2 separate regions of the Mus musculus genome follow, and region 1 is linked to region 2. A link is a contact called in public targeted proximity ligation data. All regions are on one chromosome and are shown on one strand. The core of a region is the stretch at or near the end of the contact, and the rest is flanking DNA. Distances in the headings are between cores, read along the strand shown. Region 1 overlaps Gcnt1 (glucosaminyl (N-acetyl) transferase 1, core 2). Region 2 overlaps Prune2 (prune homolog 2).

What was found.
Region 1: a targeted proximity ligation map of pancreatic cancer cells shows a contact between it and region 2. A contact is called at or near these places in 1 of 130 datasets of targeted methods (pancreatic cancer cells) and 1 of 9 other capture datasets (embryonic stem cells).

Annotation. Positions count from the first base shown.
Region 1 is chr19:17,332,043-17,338,397 of GRCm38.p6, forward strand. It overlaps Gcnt1 (glucosaminyl (N-acetyl) transferase 1, core 2), which reads right to left. Exons shown (of 3, transcript NM_173442.5): 2 at 1,068-1,214. Among named protein-coding and RNA genes, the nearest start is that of Gcnt1, 21 kb to the right of the region's middle.
Region 2 is chr19:17,007,122-17,014,286 of GRCm38.p6, forward strand. All of the region lies in intron 4 of Prune2 (prune homolog 2), which reads left to right. Among named protein-coding and RNA genes, the nearest start is that of Prune2, 55 kb to the left of the region's middle.

The sequences.
Region 1 (6,355 bases), core at 1,784-4,283, 320 kb after region 2:
GTATATGCTTGTATATGTGCATTGTTTCTCAGTTGCATTTTGTCATGTCTTTTTGCAGCAGGGTCTCTCATTGGCCTACAGAAGACCAAGTATGGCAGGCTGCCTGGCTAGTGGGCCCTGGGCCCTGACTTTATCTGCCTCTCAGCACTGAGATGGCAAACTATACAACGACACCAGCTGTTTTTCTTTTTCTTCTTTTTTTGGTCATGGACCACCACAGCTGGCTTGGAGTAAATTTCTGACAAAAATATAAGTGATGCCACCTGAAAATATTTCATTAGGAAGTACTTTGTTACTCCAACTAAAACAAAGTGAGAAATAAATAAGTCACTGATCATTATAAGTATAGGATAACATTAAGAAGGCAGATGGAGGGAACTTGAGAATATAATCCAGAGTGAGGTAACCTAGACCCAAAAGGACACACACCACAGGAGTCTAGCATGGCTGTCCTCTGAGAGGCTCCACCCAGCAGCAAACTCAGATGGGGATGCAGAGACCCAGTGCCAAACAGTAGATGGAGCTTGGGGACTCTTATGGAAGAATTGGGAGAAGGACTGCAGGTCCCAAAGGGGATTGGGACTCCACACAAAGACCAACAAGAGTCAACTAATCTGGACCCTTGGAGCTCTCAGAGAGTGAACCACCAACCAGACAACATACATGGGCAGGATCTAACCCCCCTGAACCACCCCAACATATATATCAGATGTGCAGCTTGGTCTTCATGTGGGTCCCAAACAACTAGGGTAGGAGGCTATCCCAAAAGCTGTTACCTGTCTGTGGGCTATGTACTTCTCGCTGGGCTGCCTTGTCTAGCCTCCGTGAGAAAGGATGTACTTAGCAGAGACTTGATGTGCTAGGGTAGGAGGATACCAAGAGGGGCCTCCATCCTCTCAGAGGAGAAGAGGAGAGGGAGAAGGGTCGTGGGAGGAGGTGACTGGGAGGGGGGGCCTGTGAGCAGTATGTGAAGTAAATAAATAAAAATAAATAGACTAAAAATAAACAAACAAATAACATTTAAAAAGAAGAAAAAGAAATAGAAAAACATTCGGACTTTATTTTACCGTTTAGAATCACAGGAAGCCTGAATCTGTTGAGGCTCTGACTCCTGGTGACATCCTGTACTTGCTCAGAGGGAATATTGTGCTGCCAAGTTCCTATCAAGCACCAGGCATCCAGCGATGACATGTCCCAGCAGGCTTTCCAACAGCCTGTAAAATAGAGAGGGAGGGGAGAGACGGTGCTGATGGTGTGTGCGCTTGCCGTATGCACACCACGAGAAAGCAGCTATTCCAGTGTGTTTACCCAACACCCCCTCCATCAAATATGTGGCTTGCCCAGGCCTCTACAGTCTTACTCTTTTTCTAATTCTATGTTTGTGGGATTTAGGTTAAACTCTTTTTCTTATTTTCTCTCTTCCTCCTCCTTTGAGATTCAAACCAAAGACCTAATGTATGCTAAATAAGCTGCATGGGATAAGCTTTCCAAGATAAACTCCAACAACATTCCCAAAATGAGTGCTAGGGAAGAGATTAACCGGCTAATCTAACTGGAAAATCCCACCCACTTTGTCCTCTCTATGAAGGCTCCCATGCTCACCAACATGTCAGCAACAACCTCACAGGTGAGTAGGCTGTTCACGTCATTACCAATACTTGAAGATTGTACTACTAACATATCAACAATGGGGTGGGGGTGGGGGTGCCTTGAGAGATGGCTTGCTGCTCTTCCAGCTGATTTGTTTGGTTCCCAGCAACCATGCCAACTGGGTCAGGCTCCATATTCACACACAACCATACACAATAGACATAACTAAAGATAAAATAAATATTAACTTAAAAATATCAACAATAACCAATATTCCTCTAAGTAACCCTTGCCCCTTTTTAGTTTCGGGAAGAAGAAAAAGAGCAGTCATTAGCAGATCAGGAAGTTAACTGGACAGAGACTTCCCCCTTTCCTTTTCTCTTTCTGAGGCAAAGTCTCACTGTGCAACCAAGTCCTGTGAATCTGTAATCCTCCAGCCTTTGTCTCTAGGGTGCTGGGATTACAGAGCTGATTAGAGACTTGAGTGGCTTCTCACAACAATACGAACCTCTTTCAAAAAAAAAGGCACTAAATAAATCCGATTTCCAGAGTCAACACTATATCACAAAATGCACAGCTACAACAACAAACACAAGACATGAAAAGAAACCCAAAACTTTGCCCCATACATAGGGGGAAAATGGTCAATCCTATCCCCAAAAGCAATTAGGCACTTGTCTTAAGCGACTAACTACTATCCATCCATTCAAACAAAACAGACTAAATAACTACTATACATCCATTCAAACAAAACAGACTAAATAACTACTATACATCCATTCAAACAACTTAAGAATTAAACAAAATTATGAGATAGCTAACCAAATTGAGACATTGAGACTGGCAGTAAAAAAAAGCATGGCACAGTGAGTCTATGAGACCCAAGTGACAACATGAAAAGCAAGTGTCTGGAAATGTGGGTAGGGGACTCCCAGAAGAAAAGAACAAAGAAAGAAGGACATGGAAAGAAATGTTTAATAATGATCGAAAAGCTGTATTCAAAATTGCCAAAATTTGGACATACGCTGTGCTTCGGTAAGTAAATAGATAAACATACTGAGGTATACCATAACTAAGAGCAATGAGTTCACAGCTCAGAGACTGTAAAGTGGAAATACGCACAGCCAAGACATAAAGACCTGGAGAGGACGTTCCTGTCACAGTTAAGCTGAGCTCAGCAATAGTTCCCACAGTGTGAGCGTCTTAAGCAGGGAGCCTATACAACTGATGTTTGGGTGGGATCATTCCTAGGCTCAGTGTAAGGTCATGGAGACAACAGTGGTGGCCGGAGCACTTCTGGACATGCTTAGCAAGTGTTGGCTGGGAACAAAGAAGATGTTCTAAGAGTGCATTCACAGGAGGCGCCTCCTCAGAGAGCCAGCCTCACTTGCTGGCTAACATACACGCAACAGCGACACATGACGGATTGACTAAAGGAAGTTGGTTATCTCAGCGCCACAGAAAGAAACCACTTGGAAGAGATTACAAACTGAGTCATGCCAAGTGCTTGGTGTTCTGGAAAAGAAAAAAACTTTAGAGAGAGTACTAAGATCAATATTTGTCAGAGGTGTGGAAGAAGTGGGGAGGACAAGTAAGTGCGCCTTGTTAACAACCAGAGACATTTCCCCATGTCATTGTGGCTAAGAGACATTACACAACCCCTGGGGATGATCAGCATCAGGGTGCAAGCTCACCAGTTGAGCACTTGTCCGGTATCCATGAGGCGCGGGTTTAATCCTCAGTGTTGAAGAAAAGGGTGGGGGTGGAGTTATATTAGTTATAACAAATATACCATGCCGGGGTGAATCCCAGCCACAGCAGACAGAAAGGACGAGCAATATTTACGCTATGGGTCTTCAAAAGGTTCAGGGATTGGTGGAGGCTGGTGCACCTTTCAAGAGGTTTGGAAGCTGTTTATAAAACACTTCGATCTCAAGCCTGGCCAAGATCCAAGGTTTCCTTTTTGCAGAAGTGCCTCAGGAAAGATGTGTAGGCTCCCCAGCAAAAGCCAGAGGGGCCCAAGCACGTGGAATAGATCTCATTCTAGCTCATGTGTTTGCCCTATCAGTGCCTGGAAATTTGGTTACCAATGCAAGGCAGTTTATTTACTGGGAAATCTAGATTTATAGACAATGAGACTTAAAATATTTCTCTTAACAGTGAACACCTCAAAGGAAAAAGACTTTAGGAAGCAGAAAACTACAGTCAGCATCCTCTCTCCTCAAAAAATAAATAGATGATAGGGTTAGTGAGAAGACACGGCAGATAAAGGTGTGCACTACCAAGCTCGACAATCCCTGGTCCCCTGGCACATGGTGGGAGGAGAAAACTGCTGACCTCCACACATGCACCACGACTCATGCAGGAGGTATACACACACACACACACACACACACACACACACACACACACACACAAACCTTAAACAAACAAGGAAAGTTGGAAAACAAAAACTGTGAGGTAGATTATATTGTCAGAAGGCTGCTAGAACAGTACTATCCTATGGTCTTCCATAAGTGACTTTGTCAGCCCACAGTTATCCCTGCAAACTCCCCCCCCCACACACAATTGACTATGTTGACCAATAGAGTTTGGCAGGAATGATACTGAGCACCGATGTCAGCCCATGTAGGAACATGCAGCTTCCATCCCGCTGCCTTGGAAAATGGGCAGTTTCTCCAGAATCTTCTTTCAAAATGGATTCCATGCTATGAGAAGAAGAAAAGGAAGAAATCAGAGCGTGGGACCCCAGCCATCAGCTCCAGTTGTTACAGGTGTCAGAAGCAAATGGATAAATCATCAGATGACTATCACTGTCACCATGGTCTTAACTGAACCCTGGAGCGTGTGAATGAAGAATAAAACAGACGGGGCTGCAGTCGAGGCGGTTTTCCTACAGCAATAGGTTAGTAGAACAAACAGGAAACCACAGAACACCTAGCAAATAAAAATATGCTCTTGAACATTAATGACATGGCAGCAAAAATGAGAACCCTCAATAGAAAGGGTAGAAGGAGCTATATAGACAAAACGATTCATGGAACAGCATGGGAAACATAGGAGTCTTACACAGCATAAGCAGAGACTCCCTACCAGAGTCAATGGAACCTGAGTAGAAGAAAGCACACTTACCCACCCCATGAACCCAAGCTCAGCTCTGACACAGAGAGTAAATCCCAGAACTGTGACAGAGCAGATGGCAGTAGGAAAGGCCCCAAGAGGGATGTGTTCACAAAGTTCAATGGACCGGAGTGAAAACACTGCAAAGCGGTTTAAACAACAGCGGCCCCGGGGCTGAATTTGATAGCTACTTTGAAAACAAAGCAAAAGAAGTGAACTAGGAACACAACTGTCAGACGCCAGGTATGTGCTGGAGTGACAGCAACCACACACAGCGCTTCCCATGGCTTAGCTCTGAAAATCTTGGGTCTTAGAATGTAAACACTATCAATCAAAATCCACTAAACCTATGCTCTAGGCTGTGGGATCTATCCCCCCCCCCCCCAGACCAGGGAAGAAGGGAAGAGGAAGAGGAGGGAAAGAATGGGAAGCAGAGGGAAGGAGAGAGATGCAGTTCCGTAAAACAAGGTCAGGAGCAGCAAGCCGCAGGAAATGAGTGTGGAAGGAGCCGCATTGCTCAACAATGCTCCTAGCTAATCAGAGCCCCGTGGGAGCACGGTTTACTTTGCTGCTGTAAAACAAGGGCCTCTTTCTACCTTTATTTAACCAAGAAACAACTATCTTTCCACAGTTTAGTATGCAAGGATCAGACAGAAGAAAGTCAAGCAAGGCTAAGGGTGCAAGGCAGGGCAGGGTTATTTTTACAGAAGACGCAGGCAAGGCCTGCAAGCCAGTGATTGTCATATCACATTTATCTTGAAATACGCAAGCAATGAAAGAAGATGGCCAATGCAGATGAGGACATTTCAAAACCACCATCTACTTGATGTAACCAGGACACATGTCTATTTGTCAAAATAGAAAAGATTCACTCATATTCATCCCCAAACATGCACTTAGGAGTGTAAATTTATTTACAGAAAGACCACTGCACAAAGATGGAGTTGAGAACAGTTAAGCATTTAAAGAAATAGGCTCTGTGGCTCAGGCTAGACCTCTGTTATGATCGTATGTAAACCATTGACATAGCCCCTCCATTAGGGAGAAGGATTTTTTTTTAATTGGGAATAAGAGAGAAAATACCCAAAGGCATCTGGAAGAGTCCAGAGAAGAGAGAAACAGACACAGACTCGACATGGCCAGGGCTAGAGAAGGAGGACAGTCGTGGAGACAGCAAGAGATGGAGACCAGAGAGAGCAGGGGCAGACAAATCGCATGGCTTATAAGGACTAGCTGCGGGGAAGGACTCTTTGGGGGATGGAGAAGCCATTTCACAAGTTCCTACGCAACACTGGCTTTTTATCTAACTCCAGAAAGCCTTCTTGAGTCCAGCTTGAGCTCATGTCTAGATCTATGAAGAGCCTGAGACCTGACAAGTATATTTTTAATACTTAAGAAAAAAGAATTAAGCATGGTGGTCCACAAGTATAATCCCAACACTTAGGAGACAGACAGGAGGATAAGAAGTTCAAGTACCAGTTTAGCCTGGCCTCTACAGCAAGACAGAAGAAGCTGGGCAAGGTAGTGCATACCTTTAATCCCAGCACTCAGGAGGCAGAGACTGGCAGATCTCTGGGAGGTCAAGTCCAGCCTGTTCTTCATAATGAATTCCAGAATAGCCAGAGCTACATAGTGAGACACTATC
Region 2 (7,165 bases), core at 3,015-5,514:
GATCAGAATTCCCTGTTCCCGTGGCCTTGGAGCATCCCCCCAGTGCTTTGCATGCTTTGCGCATATAATCCTGCCTGCAAGGCAAAATACGCACCTTTTGTTTCGATGGTGTGATGCAGGGTCCTTCATCCTGGTCTTTCGCGGGCTACATCCATCTGTTTTTAATGAGGGTCAATGTGTGGTCCAGTCAGCGTCAGCCTTCTGTATCCATGGTCTCCACCTCAAGGAGTCAACCAACCTTGGGCTGAAAATAATCATTTCCAACTTTTTTTTTTTTAATCAGCCATAATAAAGGCATCTCCCATTACTGTTATTCTCTAAAAGACTCAGCCTAACAGTTTACATTGTTTCTCCATTGTACTGGCAAGGAGTTATATACTAAGTATTGTAAGTGATACTAAGTATTGTAAGGTGTGTGAAATATATCTGAAGCTTTCATAGGATGCAGAAAAACCCTGCATCATCTTACACATGGGTCTAGGGCACCCACATATTTTGGTGTCTATGTGGATCCTTAGCAAACCTTCCTACAGACACCGGGACTGACCATACACTATTCTCCATTGCTATAGCCTACTGCTTCCAAGGAATGGTATTCACATTAGAAAGTGTCCATCCACTTCGGTGCCACAAAATGAGCACAGCCATGTGGTCATTTTGGCATATGGGATGTGCAAAATATTTTTGGTTGTGAATAAATCTTTCTTTTCTTTCCACAATTCACTTTAGACCTAATAGGCACAAATTATCCTCAAAATGTTTAATATAGAACAGCCAGGAGACAGACTGATGGAACAGAAAACAGGAAAGGCTGAGGACAGACTGGCTCAACCCTTCCAAGGACTTTCCTTCTCTGCCTTGCTCTCTCATAATTTGGAGAGGGAAAGTTCAAAAGTTACACAGTTCCTCTGAAAGCTTTAGACCCAGTGGCCCCAGGAAGCTGCCCATACATGCTACGATGGCACATTAGCAAGCTTGCCAGCTAGCTTTGCATCTGGGGCATTCATCTATATTGTAACTGGTGTCCCTTGACTTTTTTCCAGGATTGCTGGTGGAGACCCAATCTAGGCCTGGCTTTGTTCTATATCTGCTACAAAATCAGTTACCTTTTAAAGGCATAAATAAGGCAATGACAGTTCCCGGCTACAGCTCTTCACATTCAGAACTCAGACCCGTCATGTTTCTGAACAGCATGGCCTTTTCTTTCCCCCTTCAAACATCCATTTTCTCATGAGATTCATTCCCCCTGGGGGAGGGGGTGTTTCAGATATTTCCAAACTTCTCACTCTGGGGGACTCACACCTCCTCTCCCTGTAGCATTCTTACGCCCTCTCTCTGATACTCTTTTTCTACCTGTCCCTCCAGTCTTCTCTACTTGCTCTCTCCAGAATGTCGGTTTCATGAAGAAAGCCCTTCTGTGCACTGTCCACTGCCCTACCTGGTGCCTCCACTCTGACTGGCACATAGTAAAATTCAGTGGGATGAATTTTCCAAGAGTGGATTTGATTGTGTGAGGCAGTGGGGGAAGATATGGAAGAAACCGGGAGAGGATAAACAATAATCAAAATATTTTGTATGAGAAAAATCGATTTTACTAAGAATTTTGACAATTTTTAAAAATAGTATTTCTACACTCTCTGTTTTCATGACGGCATTGATTGTGGGAGTGTCTGATATGCAATCAGCTGCTGTTGTGATCCATCCTGCTAGTATTCTTACTGTCTAGGGCATGGACACTGTTTCTTTTCCTAATAACCCTTTTCTCTAATTCTCTTTTCTATTTTAGCTTGTAGAAATCTTAGTGGCGTTTATTTTCTTGTTTTTGCAATGACTCGCTTTTGTTTTCGTTGATTGTCATTGCATGTATAATCTTAAGGAGTCTGTATATAATTTTAACCCGTTGTGAACCATAGTACATCTAAAGAAAAGGATGCAAAATATGTTTATAAAAACATAAATATGCAGCTTAGTGAATCGTCAGGAAGGAAACACCTTTGATAATTTACCCATCTAAAGAGGTAGACTGTGAAGACACTGCATCCTTCTCATGCCCACAGCCCACTCCTACCTGGAGGCAGGCAGCATTCTGATGCCATAGCACAAACCCTTTGCTTTGCGTCATACTTTAGCCAGCCTTGGGTTCCTTCCCCAGGACACTACACATGAGTTATGTGTGGTTATGTGCTTTACACCAATGGACACATATGGTCTCTACAACACAGGGAATTCCAGCAGGAATCACATTCCTGTCTCCACTTGCTTCAAGAAGCTCACATTGAGAGTTAGAAAGTGGATACTGTTGCCACCGCTCCAGGGTTTCTATGATATCTGCATCTTATTCTGTACTCTGCTGCTCTTTCCCTCCATCCCGACTCTTTTACTGTTTTATTATATTTCATGTCTTTTGGTAAGCTAATTCAAATATTCAGTGCAGGAAGGATTTACATGAAAAAAACCCAATGATTCATAGATAACTGTCTTATAAGAGCACATACTATGTTTAATGTATATGTCTAGATCCTAAGGTGAATCAAATGTACACTGCCTGTACAGAGATTGCTTGTCTGTCTCAGTTCCTTTGTTTCTAAAAAGGAACAAACTAATTCTAAATAAAGGTTGCCTTTCCTTTTCTTCCACCAGTATCTACCTCTGTTTCAACTCATCTATCTCTGCTTATGCCTTTTTCTCAACACAAAAACAAACATTCAGGTTCAGTCATTTGATTGTCTTGGTCCTAAAACTTACTACTATAATTATCTATCAAACTGTTTGCAATATGCTATGCAATTTCCTTCAAATATTGAAGAAGAACCTGATTGCTACGGTGTTGCTAAGTGGTCGTTTGCATACCTATGATGCCGCCATTGGTTGCAAGATCTCCTTGTGTTTCTCTGATAGTTTATCTTGACACTGTGTCCTTTTGGCCCTGAGGACAATTAGTGGTATTTGCTAACAAGTAACTCAGCGAAGCAACAGTGTTTCAAGGTTGGTGGAATAATTAGCCATCTTGAGACAATTTGAATTTAATTTCTCTTCTTTTAAAATAGCTACCACTGTTTACTAACTGAGCAAATTTGGACAACACTACAGTAGACACGTTAGTTCATCCTTGGAATAAGTCTGTCAGTTTGGTGGTCCCTGTTGCCAGCATCCTTGTTTCCCATGGCTTTTTTTGCAGTTTCTTTGTACAGCAGCACAGATCTCCTGAGTCAGGTCTTTCACGCTGATGAAGCTGTGTTTCCCAGAGGAGCCCACATTCAAGGTGGAGTTTCATTTAATAAAGGTGCTACTGGTGAGCCACAGAAGGAAAAGAAGCTGCTGTGCCTTTGAAGCATCAGCCTGAGTTCTGCAGAGAGAGAGACACCAACCAAGGCTGCTGGCTTTCTTTCCTCCAGCCATGCAGATCTCAGCGCTGTACCTCTGCCTGTCTTCAGAGTGCCAGCACTTAGTTTCTTTGTTCACAGGCTTCCTCCCTGTCCATCTTTGTATAAGCTTCTTTCTCGGGTACTTGGTCTTCAGCTCTGTGGAGAGTTTTCATTTCCCTTCTGAGGTGTGCTGCAATAGGAACCTGCTTTTCTCCCTGCCTGAACCCTCTGTGGTTACAGGAAGAGAAGAAAATGCCATGCAGGTCGGTCCTTAAACAGGAGCGTTCTCAGAGCCACTGTATATTGTTTTAATTTAAAAGTTAGTAATTTCAAGGCACAAATTGATGCCGTCTACTTCATCCAGAAAGGCATATATTTATAAAGTGTCACTTTTCAATTATTTGTGTAAGAAATTACATGTTCAGGAAGACCCAGCTGTCATGGCTGGTAAGATCACTGACCTTGGTACTTGGACCCTGATATCTATCTTCTGGCTTTTCCTGTCCTACCTGTCTTTGTCTTTATTGTGTGGTCTTTCCTCCCTCCCTCCCTCCCTCCCTCCCTCCCTCCCTCCCTCCCTCCCTCCCTCCCTCCCTCCCTCTCCTCCTTCCTTCCTTCCCCTTTCTCTCTCTCTTTTTCCTTCTTTCTTTCTTTTCCCCTTTCATCCCCCTTTCTTGCTTTGCTTCCCCCTCCCTTCTGGAAGATTCTTTTCTTTATTATTACTTTCCAACATGCCCAGTGTGACCATATCTCATTGTCACATTTTGCAGCCTCAGGTTTATGTTTAGTCATGCTCTGGCTTTGTGCCAAGTACAGAGCCTGGCAGACTGTTCCACCTTTGTGGGTTTATTTCCTCAGAGATGTATTCTAGGGGACAGCTGCCAACTCTAAGAGCCATTAAATTGCTGAATCATCATATTGAGAGGGGAGTGGGTGTGGTGTGTGTGTGTGTTTCCAGGAGCCATCTGGCAGTGAGATCTCAGCCACTGATTTCCAAACGTGCTTCTGTCAAGTCCACGATTTGCCCAAATGGCCCTTCAAGTTTGTTTGTATAAGGTCTTGACAGCAGCCGCAAGCTGAAGACTAAAGCAAACAGCAGCTCTTGTTCTTAGCTCTAGGATGAAGTGGGAACCACGCCCAAGTCCTCAGAAGCAAGCTCTCCATTCTCCAAGCAATCAAGCAATCTCAGCTGACCTTTAATAAAGACTAGTTGTTTGCTATTTTGGTAGACTGGATTAGCAGCTTCAAAAAGGTCCTTATAAGGAGGTCAAATGGGAGAGGAAAAGAGCCAAGGTGGTGTTTTTTTTTTTTTTTCTTTCTTGTTCCAAGGGTGACTCATCCCATTTCCAAATGATGATAACATCCGAGGGAATTACGCTGTCTACTTTGCTTAGGAAGAGACTAGAGGTAGGGAATAGAAATTATAGTTTCTCCTAGAAAATCAAAGTATCTATTCAATCTTGGTTTGATTTTTTCAGTCACACAAAGGTATCCTTTCTCTTAATCTCAGACACTCTAAATCTGTAAGGATTGTAAACAAGTAATGTGCTTATTTCTGTATCTTTTAAGCTAAAATGGGCATTTCATTGTAAGTCTTTTTTCTCCTTTCTCTTTTCCTTCTCTGCCTACCTCTGTCATCCATTCTTTAATGTTTTTGTTTGTTTGTTTGTTTGTGAAAAAAATCAATCCCAGGTAAACAGAAAGAGGACTTTTTTTCTGTTAGGAATTCATCGTGTAGACAACAACAATCTCCTGCGCTGACTGTCTCCCAGTTTCTGATGCAGTGGGGTATGGGCAAGGTTAGCAGGCTGCAATTGCTAGAGTCTGTTTACATCTCCATTCTTTTGAACAAAAGATATTATGGTTGATTTTTTTTCTATAGAAATGAAGCATTTGTTATATTTTTATTATAATTGTTTTCTTTGTAGCTTGCTCTTAATTCTCTGTCCCTCTTATCAGCCTGGGAATAGCTGGGAGACCGTTAGGTACGGGTTTATGGATTGTTTCTGTCCTCACACTTTGCTAGAAGTTAAATCAACACTCGTTAAGAACCAGGTTCTAATGTGCAGGCAGGTGTTCTTGGCTACCGTATACCTTGGTACCGATATTTAACAAGCTATATAATTAATAAATGTTTCTGAGATTTCAGAACAGAGATAGTGGAACTTCACATCAAAATTTTTACTTTCAGTATCAAATATATTTCATGTACTTATCCAACACCAAACCAAACCAAACCAAACCAAACCAAACCAAACCAAACCAAACCAAACCAAACCAAACAAAAACCCAAGTCAGATTTAGAGCTAGAATAAAAGTTAGCTGCAAGCGGGGTGGTGGTGGCGCACGCCTTTAATTCTAGCACTTAGGAGGCAGAGACAGGTGGATTTCTGAGTTCGAGGCCAGCCTGGTCTACAAAGTGAGTTCCAGGACAGCCAGGGCTACACAGAGAAACCCTGTCTCAAAAAACAAACAAACAAACAACAAACAAGTTAGCTGCAGACTCCTCCTGTGATGCTTTTCTACTGCATCAAAGCTCATGGAGTTGTTTAGACTCTGGGTCTGGTTCATTCGAGTGGGTGATGTTTTTATTTATTTACAAGGCTTTAACTAATAAGTCCTATAAAATAAATATGTTGCTAATGTGAAGTGCAAAATTTCCAGGGGTGTTCTGGCATGAAGCTGGGCCATAGCCTTTATCAAAGACAACTCAGGAGGTGGAGAAGAACACCTACTTGAATGGGGTCTCCAGTCCTTGATAGCAGGGCATGTGCTCACTGCTGTTAAGCCAGACTGCATCAGCCAGGGTCAGCCCTTAACAGATGCGATCTGAGAATTCAGCTAGCTGCTGCTAAGCCTGATACCAGGGAGGCAGGCAGATATGTAAACACGCTGCCTCACCTTTATAGAACTTGAAGAAAAATGCATTTTAACTTTTTAAATACTTTCTTGGAAACATATTATTACATATTTATCATCACTGTTTGTTCTGATGCTTATCCATCATTTGTAACGATTGCTCTTACAGTCATTTAAAAATGAACGCCACGTAGACTACTTATTGTTATTGAGGCACATGCTCAAATTTTATCAATATAATCAGCTTTATTATTTGACAACAGCTTTATGCACTTTACCAAAATTAAAAGAAAGAGTTAATAAAGAAATACTCAAGTCAAAGAAGAGTTGATTCTTACTTTGATCAAGTCAAGTACATAATGGTATTTTGTACTTCAATACCATTAAACTTAAAATTTGGCTTTTTTTGTGATTGCTTATATGAATACAGTTTTTTATTGCTGTTCTTAGATGTGGCAAATTGCTTCATTTACTTACTATTCTCAAGCCATTTCTAGATTCTTCCAGGCTTCTGAAAACACTTCTTGTGAGAGGAAACACAGCTTTAATTCCTCCCCCACCTTCTTCCTCCCCCTCCCCTTCCTCCTCTCTTCCCTCTGCTTCTCTGCAGTTGTTTTGGTTAGTGTATGCTTTCTTTCTCACCGATTTAATCTTTTTTTTTTTAAATGTAATTTTTAGCAGTCTCACTGCCTACAATATATCTTTATCTTAACTATGGTTTTGGTTCATAGTTTTTCTTAAATGTTAGAATTCTTTCTCTCCCTTCCCTAGCAGGAACTGTTCATGCGCATATTAAAAACCCTCTTCTTCTTAGATCCCTACATTTTCCTCTCCACGCTTCAGCATACATTCTTTCTTCTGACTTAGTTTCCAGTTCCCCACCACATCTGATCTATTGTGGAAAACGATATGAGGTTCTTAAGGCCAGCCTTTAAATTGAG